2 separate regions of the Mus musculus genome follow, and region 2 is linked to region 1. A link is a contact called in public HiChIP or PLAC-seq data. All regions are on one chromosome and are shown on one strand. The core of a region is the stretch at or near the end of the contact, and the rest is flanking DNA. Distances in the headings are between cores, read along the strand shown. Region 1 has its middle 14 kb from the start of Gm38615. Region 2 holds the start of Psph (phosphoserine phosphatase).

Evidence for each region. HiChIP or PLAC-seq counts read pairs in DNA pulled down with a chosen protein or histone mark.
Region 2: an H3K4me3 HiChIP or PLAC-seq map of forebrain shows a contact between it and region 1, with 5 times the contacts expected there. The contact joins the promoter of Psph here to the enhancer-like site in region 1. A contact is called at or near these places in 1 of 39 promoter capture datasets (embryonic stem cells), 1 of 484 Hi-C or Micro-C datasets (cortical neurons), 11 of 115 datasets of contacts at active chromatin or transcription factors (T-cell acute lymphoblastic leukemia, craniofacial prominence, embryonic forebrain and 6 more) and 1 of 9 other capture datasets (pancreatic islet).

What each region holds. Positions count from the first base shown.
Region 1 is chr5:129,046,680-129,051,891 of GRCm38.p6, reverse strand. No RefSeq gene overlaps it. Among named protein-coding and RNA genes, the nearest start is that of Gm38615, 14 kb to the left of the region's middle. Within about 2 kb of position 2,296, at least 12 of the 459 cell types and tissues checked have an H3K27ac peak or open chromatin away from gene starts, as enhancers often do. A contact at or near this core is called in cortical neurons and forebrain, where this site is marked.
Region 2 is chr5:129,784,872-129,790,083 of GRCm38.p6, reverse strand. Psph (phosphoserine phosphatase) reads left to right here and starts at 2,831. Exons shown (of 8, transcript NM_133900.4): 1 at 2,831-3,129. It overlaps Cct6a (chaperonin containing Tcp1, subunit 6a (zeta)), which reads right to left and starts at 2,728. Exons shown (of 13, transcript NM_009838.2): 1 at 2,509-2,728; 2 at 1,787-1,850; 3 at 897-1,031; 4 at 94-267. The coding sequence starts at 2,645. Gm23245 (a small nucleolar RNA gene) reads right to left here and starts at 545; the gene lies at 411-545.

The DNA of each region.
Region 1 (5,212 bases), core at 1,047-3,546:
GAAAGGGAGGAGAGGGGAGGGGAGGGGGGAGGGGAAAGGGAGGGGAGGGGAGGGGAGGGGAGGAGAGGAAAGGAGAGGAAGAGGAGGAGGGAAGAGGAGAAGAGGGGAAGGGGAAAAGGAGGGGAGGGGAGAGGAGAGAGAGGAGGAGAGGAAGGGGAGGGGGAGGAGGAGAGGAGAAGAGGAAGAGGAGGGGGAGGGGGGAGGAGAAGGAGAGGAGCCTCGGGTCTTTACACAAGTGATGTGAGGTTCACATGGCTGCAAGCATACACACAAAAACAAATGAAATAAATCAATAAAAATCTAATAAGAATTTGCTGGACGGTGGTGTCACACACCTTTAATCCCAGCACTTGGGAGGCGGAAGGAGGCAGATAGTCTGTGAATTTGAGGTCATCCTGGTCTGCAGAATAAGTAGCCAGGGCTGCAAAAAAAAAAAAAAAAAAAAAAAAAAAAAAAGTAATAAAATCTGAAAACAAACCAAAGAAACGACCCAACCTCCAGACTGCCTAACTCTTTGGGGAAGAAAGCACGGTCTTCGTTCCTGAGGCACAGTTTCAAGGCATGTGCACTGTTCTGAGATGACTATCGTCCTACCAGACAACCCTCTGTAAGAATGAGAGCTTTATTGATACGTTCGCAGTTGCCAGCACAAAATGAATCTGATAGATATGGTGCGATCTCTCACGTTTCTGTTTTTCAAAAAAGTATAGCAAAGGCATTTTTTTAAAAATGACCCCAAGCCAGGCAGTGGTGATGCATGCCTTTAATTCCAGCACTTGGGAGGCAGAGGCAGGCAGATTTCTGAGTTCGAGGCCAGCCTGGTCTACAAAGTGAGTTCCAGGACAGCCAGGGCTACACAGAGAAACCCTGTCTCAAAAAAACAAAAACAAAAACAAAAAAACAAAAAAAATAGAAAACAAAAAAACAACAACAACAAAAAAAACAACAATAACAAAAAGACCCCATAAAGCAAGGTTATCTGGGCTCGTGGGGGCTCACTGAGAGGGAACTGCCAACCAGGGAGTCTTTATGGAACTAACCTAGGCCTTCTGCACACGTGTTACAGCTGTGTAGCTTGGTCTTCTTGTGGGACTCCTACCAGTGGGATCAGGTTGTCTCTAGCTTTGTTGCCTGCTTTTGGGACCCTTTTCTCCTACCGGATTGCCTCATCCAGCCTTAACAGGAGAGGAGATGCCTGGTCTTACTGCAACTTGACATGTCATGGCTGGTTGCTAGCCATGAGGGGTCTGCCCTTTTCTGAAGGGAAATGGAGGAGGCATGGATGAAGGGAGGGGACTGGGAGGAGAAGAGGGAGGGGAAACTGCAGATGTAAAAAATAAATAATGTTAGTGGGGTGTGGTGGTACATGCACCCAGAAGGCAGAGGCAGAGGCAGAAGGATTTTTATGAGTTTGAGGCTAGCCTGGTCTACACAGCAAGTTCCACGCCAGCTAAGCTAACATAGTTAGAAAACTTCTTTAAAAAACAAAACGAGGACTGGAGAGATAGCTCAGCGGTTAAGAGTACTGACTGCTATTCCAGAGGTCCTGAGTTCAATCCCCAACATGGTGGCTCACAACCATCTGTAACGGGGTCTGATGCCCTCTTCTGGTATATCTGAAGACAGCTACAGTGTACTCATATACATAAAATGAAATATATCTTTAAAAAAGGGGGGGGTGAAGAAATGGCTCAGTGGTTAAGAGCACTGACTGCTCTTTCAAAGGTCCTGAGTTCAAATCCCAGCAACCACATGGTGGCTCACAAACAACCATAATGAGATCTGACACCTTCCTCTGGTGTGTCTGAAGACAATTACAGTGTACTTACATATAATAATAAATAAATCTTTTTTTAAAAAAACACAGTAAAAAATAATGAAACAAACAGAAACAGAAACAAAAACAAAAACAAAAAACAGGTGGTAATCTCAGTACTGGGAGAAAGAAGCAGGCAGATCTCTGTGAGTGAGAGACCAGCCTGGTCTACAGAGCTAGTTCAGGATAGCCAGGGCTATACAGAGAAACCCTGTCTCTAAAAACAAAAACAAAAACAAAAACAAAAACAAAAACAAAAACAAAAACAAAAAAAGCATTTGTCAACAAAATGACCCAGGAGAGAAACTTTTTCTGTTAGACTGGGGAACAGGGAACACCGTTTATCATTCTTAGTGCCATGGCCGTTTTTATTAACATAAGTTCTGACATTCCTTCAAGAAATCTAAAGAGCTGGCATCACGGTGCCCAGGGCTCAGCATTCCAACAGGAAAGGGTGCTGAGTTACAGCATCATTCTTTATCCAGATGGCTGCCTCACGGTAACCGTGGCAACGGGATGCTTGGTGACTAGTGAAGAAACAGATCGATGTTCACAGATGGAAGGATTTGGGATGAGGAATTTCACATGGTTTTCAATTTGCCTCCCTGTTTCCAAAGTACTGAGTCCCCAGTTCACCTTTGTCACAGTATCATTTGGTACAAACTGGGCAGAGATCCTAGGGAAGTCAAGATGATGGTCGTCGTGTAGCGTAAAAGCCAGCAGACATCTCGGTTATTATCTACTGCCCAGGAGTCTGTGCTGAGAGCGGGCAAGGAGCTCAGAAACTACTGGCTAAAACTCCAAAATTGGGGAAATGGGAGGCAGAGGCAGGCAAATATCTGTGGGTTTGGGGTCAGCCTGGTCTACAGAGCAAGTTCAAGGAAGCCAAGGCTACATAGAGAAACCCTGTCTCAAAAAACAAGAAAGTAAGAGAGAGAGAGAGAGAGAGAGAGAGAGAGAGAGAGAGAGAGAGGAAGAAAGAAAAGAAGGAGGGAGAGGGGAGGGCAAAGGGAGGGATTGAACCTCTTTGTTGTTTTTCCACCCAGTATACCAGGTGAGCTGGTCTGTGTACTTCCAAAAACTGTCCTGTCCCCACCTCCCAACTTACTGTAGAAGGGGAATTACAGACCAGCCTGTCTTGTCTGCATTTTTACATGGTTTGTGGGGTGAATTCAGGCTCCTCTGGTTGTGCAGCAAGTGCTTTCTTTACCCACTGAACCATCTCTCCAGCCCCCACCTCGTTGTAAAAGGTCAGGGGTTTTACATCCACCACGCTCCATTGAATCTCACGGTCCTGGTCCAATCCACTGTTGTTGTGTTGTTTGCTCGGGTTTCATGGAAGGAAGCAAAATAAAACTCTAAACAGAACTTGGTCTGTGGCTGGGTGGTTGAATATAACTTAGCAAGCATGCCTAAAACCGTAGGTTCAGTCGCCAGAAGTACAACAAAGGAAGAGAAGAGAAAGGAGCAGAGAAAAGGAGACAGGAAAAGGGAGGAGGGAAGAAGGAAGGAAAAAAACCTAACAGTACATAACAGATACTTTAATTCTATGAAACAACAACAACAACAACAAAAAGCCAGTGGATAATCAGGCCCTGGTGTTTGAGTATAATCAACATAGACTATGTTCCCACATGAGAATGTCACGAAACCTATTATTTTATGCAATTAAACTAAATATGCTAATAAGACAAAGGGGGAAGAATAAGAGCCCTTGGAAACAGACCACACTCTACAGACTGTACTTTGTGTACGTATGTGAATGTATGTTATATGCACATGTGTGTTATATGCACCTGTGTGTTATATATGCATGTGTGTGTAGTCAATCTTTGGCTACTTTGTGGGTTCTTCTTTCTTCTACCCTTCTCCACCCCTTTTCTTCCACCCTCTCAACCCCCTAACACCTCATAGGAGAGAAAAAAAAGGATAGAAAGGAAATAGGTGACCTTATTCTTAGACTACTTCCTGCTGATTGGGGCGTCCAGTTCCTTGGGGCCAGTTCGATCTTTGCTGTCAGAATATCTCATTTCTTCCTGTTGTTTCTTCTTTGCTCACGGCTACTTAACAAACTGTGACCAACATCCACCAACCAACAGCAACAGCAACAACAGCCCCTAGCATTTAATAATTCCTCTCAAAGGTCCCCAGAATTCTCAACATCACACAGTCACAGTAACTATCTGCCACTGGCAAAATCATGCCCCTGCTAGAGCACGAGGCAAATCACAGTCAGGTGCTATGGGCAATCTGAAGCAGCCCCATACCTAGGATTAAAACAAAAACATATTCCCATAATACTTCTGTGTTTTTTAAAGAAACTAAAAACTTCACTACCTGTGTGTATACACATGTGTATGTGCTTTCTGTAGGTGTGGGTGTGTGCGCGTGTGCGTGCAAGCGCCAGCATGCACATGCCTGTGCACCAGAGAACACTTGAGTATCCTGCTTTATCACCCCCTACCCTATTCCCTTGCAACTAGGAATCTCAATGAACCTGGAACTAGGCTGCCAACCAGTAAGCCCAGTTATCCTGTGTCTCTGCGTCTGCACAATGTTGCAGTTACAGACCCACAACCATACTCAGCTCCTTCTGTGGGTTCAGGGTACTCAAACTTGAGTCCTAATGCCTGTACAGCAAGTGCTCTTACCCACTGAGCCATGCCACCAACCTCACATTGGAGACTCTTTAAGCATGTGTGTCTACTAACATTGCTGGCTGACTGAAGCTGGGTCTTCCACACACTGTGCACGGTGCTGCATCTCAGTGCAAGAGAGAGTCACAGATGATGACCCAGAGTGTCCCAGCTCAGAGGCTAGTGTGCTCTAATTTCTCTCTCTCTCTCCCTCTCTCTCTCTCTCTCTCTCCCTCTCTCTCTCTCTCTCTCTCTGTGTGTGTGTGTGTGTGTGTGTGTGTTTCTTTCTTTTTTTAAGACAAGGTCTCACTATGTAGCTTTAGGTGTCCTGGAACTCTCTCTGTAGACCAGGCTGGCTTTGAACTCGCAGGATCCACTGCCTCTGCCTCCTGGAGTGCTGGGATTAAAGGTGTTCGTCCATTTTCCCCTCCTCCTCCTTTTTCTTTTCATTCATTCATTCTTCTTCTTCTTCTTCTTTTTTTTTTTTTTCATGGATCTGAGGATAAAAACCCAGGATCTCATAGGCTAGACAAGCATGCTAGAATTGATCAATATCCCCAGACCAAGAAGCAACACAAGAGCAGACGCTGAGAGTGTGGCTCGGAGGTAATGTGCTTATTCCCAAGCAAGCCCAAGGCCCTGGCTTCAATCACCAGCAACGTGGGGGTGGGGTGGGGTGAATGTTCCTTATTGGAGCTACGACAGGAGGTAAAAGTCATAAGAGTCAGTGAGAAGATTGGTGACATCCCTCCAAGTCACC
Region 2 (5,212 bases), core at 1,582-4,081, 740 kb before region 1:
GAAGAGCCTATGTGTGCAACACTTACAACAGGTTTTTACTAAGACTTTCCCCATGCACTGTACCACATGCGCCCAACTATGCTTAATACACACCTCTGTCAAGACATCTGCAAGTTCAGCATGAACTTTAGTCCGCAGAGATGTCCTCGCCACATCGATGAGTGTTTCTCTGTCCATCTCTTTGCTTACTTTGACTTGTTCCAGAAATTGGAGTGCCTTTTCTTTTGCCGCTTCAAAACCTTCAGTTATTATTCTTGGGTGAAGACCCTATAATCCAAACAGTGATAAACCCACTGCCAACACTTGCAGCTTCAACTAGACACCACTAACACTAAGTCCAGTAACGTCTGAAGCGACACTCTGAGTCATTCATACTTACTACAATTAATTAATTGTAATTAATTAATTAATGGTGTGCTGACTTTCTGAATACATTGAAAAGGACACAGTACTCCTTTTAATGCAGAGGAAAAGAACAGACTTTACTCTAGCACAGAGTCAAGGCCAAGGGAACTACAGAGCACACTTGGGTGTTCACTGTGCAATCCACGAAAACTGGCTCCTAAAACTTTGCTGTAAGAGCTTGCTTCTTCTCTTGTCTACAGGACATCTGAAACTAATTCACATCATTTTGAGATCAGAGAATAGGCTCAGTAGGAGCAGTAACAGGCAGACAGACCTCCTGTGAGTCTGAGGCTAGCAGGTAAATGATAAACATGTAATCATTTACATACAGTCGGCAGGTTTTTTTCACTCATTTCAGACCAGGTTACAGACAGGCACAGGCTCCCAGAGCTAAGCAGCCCGACCATTCCACAGTGTGCCCTCAGCTAGCTTCACATCACTGTGTACCAATAGCCCACCAAACAGAGCACAGAAGCAAGAAGCATACATACTTCAGAAATGTACAGGTCCGCCTGTTTGAGCAGCTCCCCGATGATGAGGACATTGGATGTAGTGCCATCGCCAGTTATGTCATCCTGGGCTGTAGCCACTTTTGCTATCAAAGAGGCTGTTGGGTGTTGAATTTGCTGTAGGTAGAAAAAGAACTATTTAAATGACTTAAACCATTACCTAGGGTACAACATGGACAGGCTTCTTTCAATGCCTTCCACTAAGACTGCACAGTACTGCTGGCTACATTTTGCTTGGATTTCAAGCCATCCCCTTTACTAGGGTTTGAACTATAGGACCTGAAAGTGAGGGAAATGGGTAGTTGGGTCAATTTAATATGATCCCTGGGACAAAAATAATAACTATAAGACAGCCCGGTGTGAGAGGCATAGCTTTAATCCCAGTTTGAGGCCAAGCAGGGCTGCACAGTGAGATTTATCTTAAACAAACAAAAGTAAGATTTTCATTTCTCCTGCAGTTGAGTGGAAAGATGAGCATTTATTTTTTGGTTTTCTTTCCCATTGCCCTGTTTTTGAGACAAGGTCTCACTATGCTTATGTAGCTCTACCTGGTTTTGAACTCAAGAGATCTGGCTGAGTGCCGGGATTATAGCTATGTGGTACAATATTTAGCTAAAGTAGAGATAACAATATTCTTTTATACAATTTTTTATTTTAGCCCAGACTACAAAGTAGACCCCCCCAAAACAAACAAAAAACCCAAGGATCCAAACACATGTGTCACATTTGACAGAGTTCCTCACCCACTAAAGCACTTCCTATATTTCTGCCTGAAAGACATGATGACCTGATGAAGAATTTTATTCACCTCAAATGGAGCAAGAGGTCAAAAAAAAAAATTTTTTTTTAAACCCAGCCCGGCAGCCTCTTACCATTTCATGAAGCAGCACATTGCCATCTTTAGTAAGTTTGATGTCTCCAGCACCAGATACAAGCCTGCCAAATGGGAAGGAATTGATGAGCAAGGATGTGACTTTTTCTAATTAAAACAAAACAAGTAAGAATTCCACAAAGCAGCCAAGGGGAGGTAATGTATATCCCCCATCCCCTCTTGAAGGCAAGTGAATCACAGGGAGTTCCAGACAAGCCGTAACTTATCAGTCAGACCCGATCTCAACTAAATACATAAAGAAAATTCCCACAAAAAAGAATGAGGTGTAAAGGGAACCAAAGGAGGCTATGAAATATACGACTCCAAAGCAACCGCAATTTGAGGAACGGATACGAGAGGCGAGAAAAGAGAGTGAATTAAGACTAATTAAAAAAAAATCCAAGCGCTATGTCTCAGTGAACTTTATTCATTTGCTAGCTAACGAGGTAACAAAAACAGATCCCCTGAAATTTGGACTTTACTCCTACATCCCAGTAAACTCGGGGCCCGGGGCTGGGTTCGGGAAGGTTGCACACGCCACTCTCTTCCTCTATAAGAAATAGGTGCAAATGCCAACCCCGAAAGGCGCGGATTCGGGGGGTTTGGATGGGATGCAGCCCAGACATGGGAGAAAGAAAACGCTAGCGCGAAGGCCTGGAGGCAGCGACTCGAGTTTGCGGCCATCGAGCCGCCAGGCCCGCCCTCCCGCCAGCCCGGGCTTACATCTTCATGGTGCCCTTAGGCCCCAAGTTGGTCCTCAGAACATCCTGCAGGCCCCGAGCCGCGCTGATGTTCACCGCCAGCGCTGCCTGGGCCCGGGCCACCTCGGCCTTCGGATTTAGGGTCTTTACCGCCGCCATGGCTGGCCTAGCTCCGGGAGAGGCCGAGAACAACGTGCTCTCTGCGGGGTCTTCTCGAAAAGTCTTACGCACCCGGCCCGCCCCCGGCGTGCCCACAGAGCACCTCCATTGGGTGGCGACCCTCCTGCCGCCCGCTGATTGGCTTAATCCAACGCTGGTCTCTCTAAGACCCGCCCACCACGCCCAGTTGCGACGTCATTGCGCATCTGAGAAACTGGTTCTCCCGTCATCGGCACTCTGGATCTTAAGGTTCCGTTGTGCTCGCCCCCCAGCGTCACGGTTCGGCGCTTTTAAGAGTTTGCAGCGTGGAGGCTGCGCGGCTCCGCGGTGCAGGAAAAGCCCTGCAGGTCGTGTGTGAGGGATGCTTCGGCCTCTGCACTCGACTGGGTGTGACAGGAAGCAGAGGCGTCGGCCTCTAGTTGCAGGGTGTCTCTAGCTACTGGACTCCGGGATGCTTCCCTCACACTCTCGCGAGATTTCCCAGGTTCATTTTTTTTTTTTCCTTGCCTGTTTTATCCGTAAATTGGGGAGCACAGAAAATGGAGCCTTCCCCTGTACCCTGGTCGTTTTAAGACCCCGGAGGTTGACGGGAGGACTACGCTAGGTAGAAAGTACTAGATGGCTTTAGGAGTGGTGCGATGGGCGTTGAGGAGACTCAGGATCAGTCTGTTCTTAGGGCCCAGGTCATTGAGGCAGCTTGAAAACTAAAATGGATTTTGTTTTAATTTTTTTAAAATAATGAAACAAATAGTAATCCTTGTTTCATTCTATGTCCCAGCTAGACCACGAACTGTCTAACACGGACTGGTATTCTAACTCGTAGCAGTCCTGCTTCAACTTCCAAAGTGGTATGAGCTACTAAGCCTGCTAAAAACTAACAACTAATGGCTGGACAGTGGTGCCCAGTCTTTGAAAGCATTCTTTTAAACATTTTTTTAAAAAGAAAATAATATTAAGCGTATAAGTGTTTTTCCTGTCTGTATGTTGAGCACTTAACATATAGATACGTACTGAATTTTTAAACATGTATATGAATATGAATCACTTCTCCACACAGATGACAACTCGTAATGCCATTGGACGTATTCCACTGAGCTATATATACTGAAGGCTTTGCCATTTTGATAGGAAAGAAAAATTCTTATTCTTCTACTATACAGAGCCAGGCATAGTCACAACACGGGAGGCAAGCAGATCTCTGTGAGTTCAAGGCCAGCCTGGTCTGCATAGCAAGTTCCAGGCCAGCCGTGGCTACATAGGAAGACCCTGTCTAAAGAAAACAGAACTATAGGGTATGTAGCTCAGAGGATGAGTGCCGGTTTAACCGGTACAAAGGTCCTGAATACAGGAAATTTAAAAAGGAAAGAGAAACAACCAGTCACATGGCTGACATTTAGTTATTCCCAAACCTCTGCTCTTCTGGCTGCAGTAAGTATGCTAGTGTAATGTTTTCAAGTGGAGTTGTAGGTTTGAAAACCACAAAAGCTGTGCAGATGATAACGAGGCATGAAGAAGACTCGTGTTTACTTAATATAAAAGTCCTTAAAACATTAGCCAAGAATATATTGGAGCTGCTTTTTGTTTGTTTGTGGTTTGTTTTGTTTTTGTGACAGGGTCTCACTATGCAGACAAGGCTAGCCTTGAACTCCTGATCCTCCTGCCTCTACCTACCTCTTGTTTGTTTGTTTGTTTATCTAATGTATATAGGTGTTCTGTCTGCATGTATATCTGCTTACCAGAAGAGGGCATCAGATCCTATAGGGCTGTAGTTGTGAGCTGCCATGTTAGATGTTGAGAGTTATATGCAGGGCCTCTAGAAGAGCAGCCAGTGCTCTTAACCCACGAGCCTCTGGCTCGATCTGCCTACCTCCTAAATGCAGGTAGTACAGGCACACACCACCACACCTAGCTTACACTTTTTGGTCGGGAGCTTAACTTCTGAACTATGTCCCAGTGACTCTGTCATTCTCAACAGAGAATATCACAGCATCACCACATCTGGCTAAACTGTTTTTGTTAGGTTTTTTTTTTTTTTTTTTTTTTTTTTGTCTTCTAGTTTTCTCTGTGTAGTCTTGTTTGTCCTGGAACTCACTCTGTAGACCAGACAGGCCTCAAATTCAGAGGTCAACCCGCCTCAGCCTTCTGAGTGCTAGGATTAAAGGTGATCGCCACCACATGGCTTGTTTTTTTGTTTTTTGTTTTTAAATAGTGGCATATTTCACTAAATGACTGCATCATAATATATTTCACCAAGTTCCCATTGGGCCAAATTTATTCTGATATTTTGCAACTAAAAAAATCTCTGTGACATTTAACATATATGCGAAGATGTCTGTAAGATACATTTGAGATATGTGATTGTCACATGCTTTGGTCTACTCCTACAACAACTACTTTCCAGTCTTTGTAAAGAGTTTTGTTGTTATATGAGAGTCTCAAAAAGGTTTTATTACATTCATTTGTGTGCATGGGTGTTTGCATCTGTGCCAGAGTATATTTAGAGAGGTCAGAGGATTACTTTTGAGTGTGTGTGTTTTTGAGGCATGGTTTTCCTGTGGAGCCCTGGC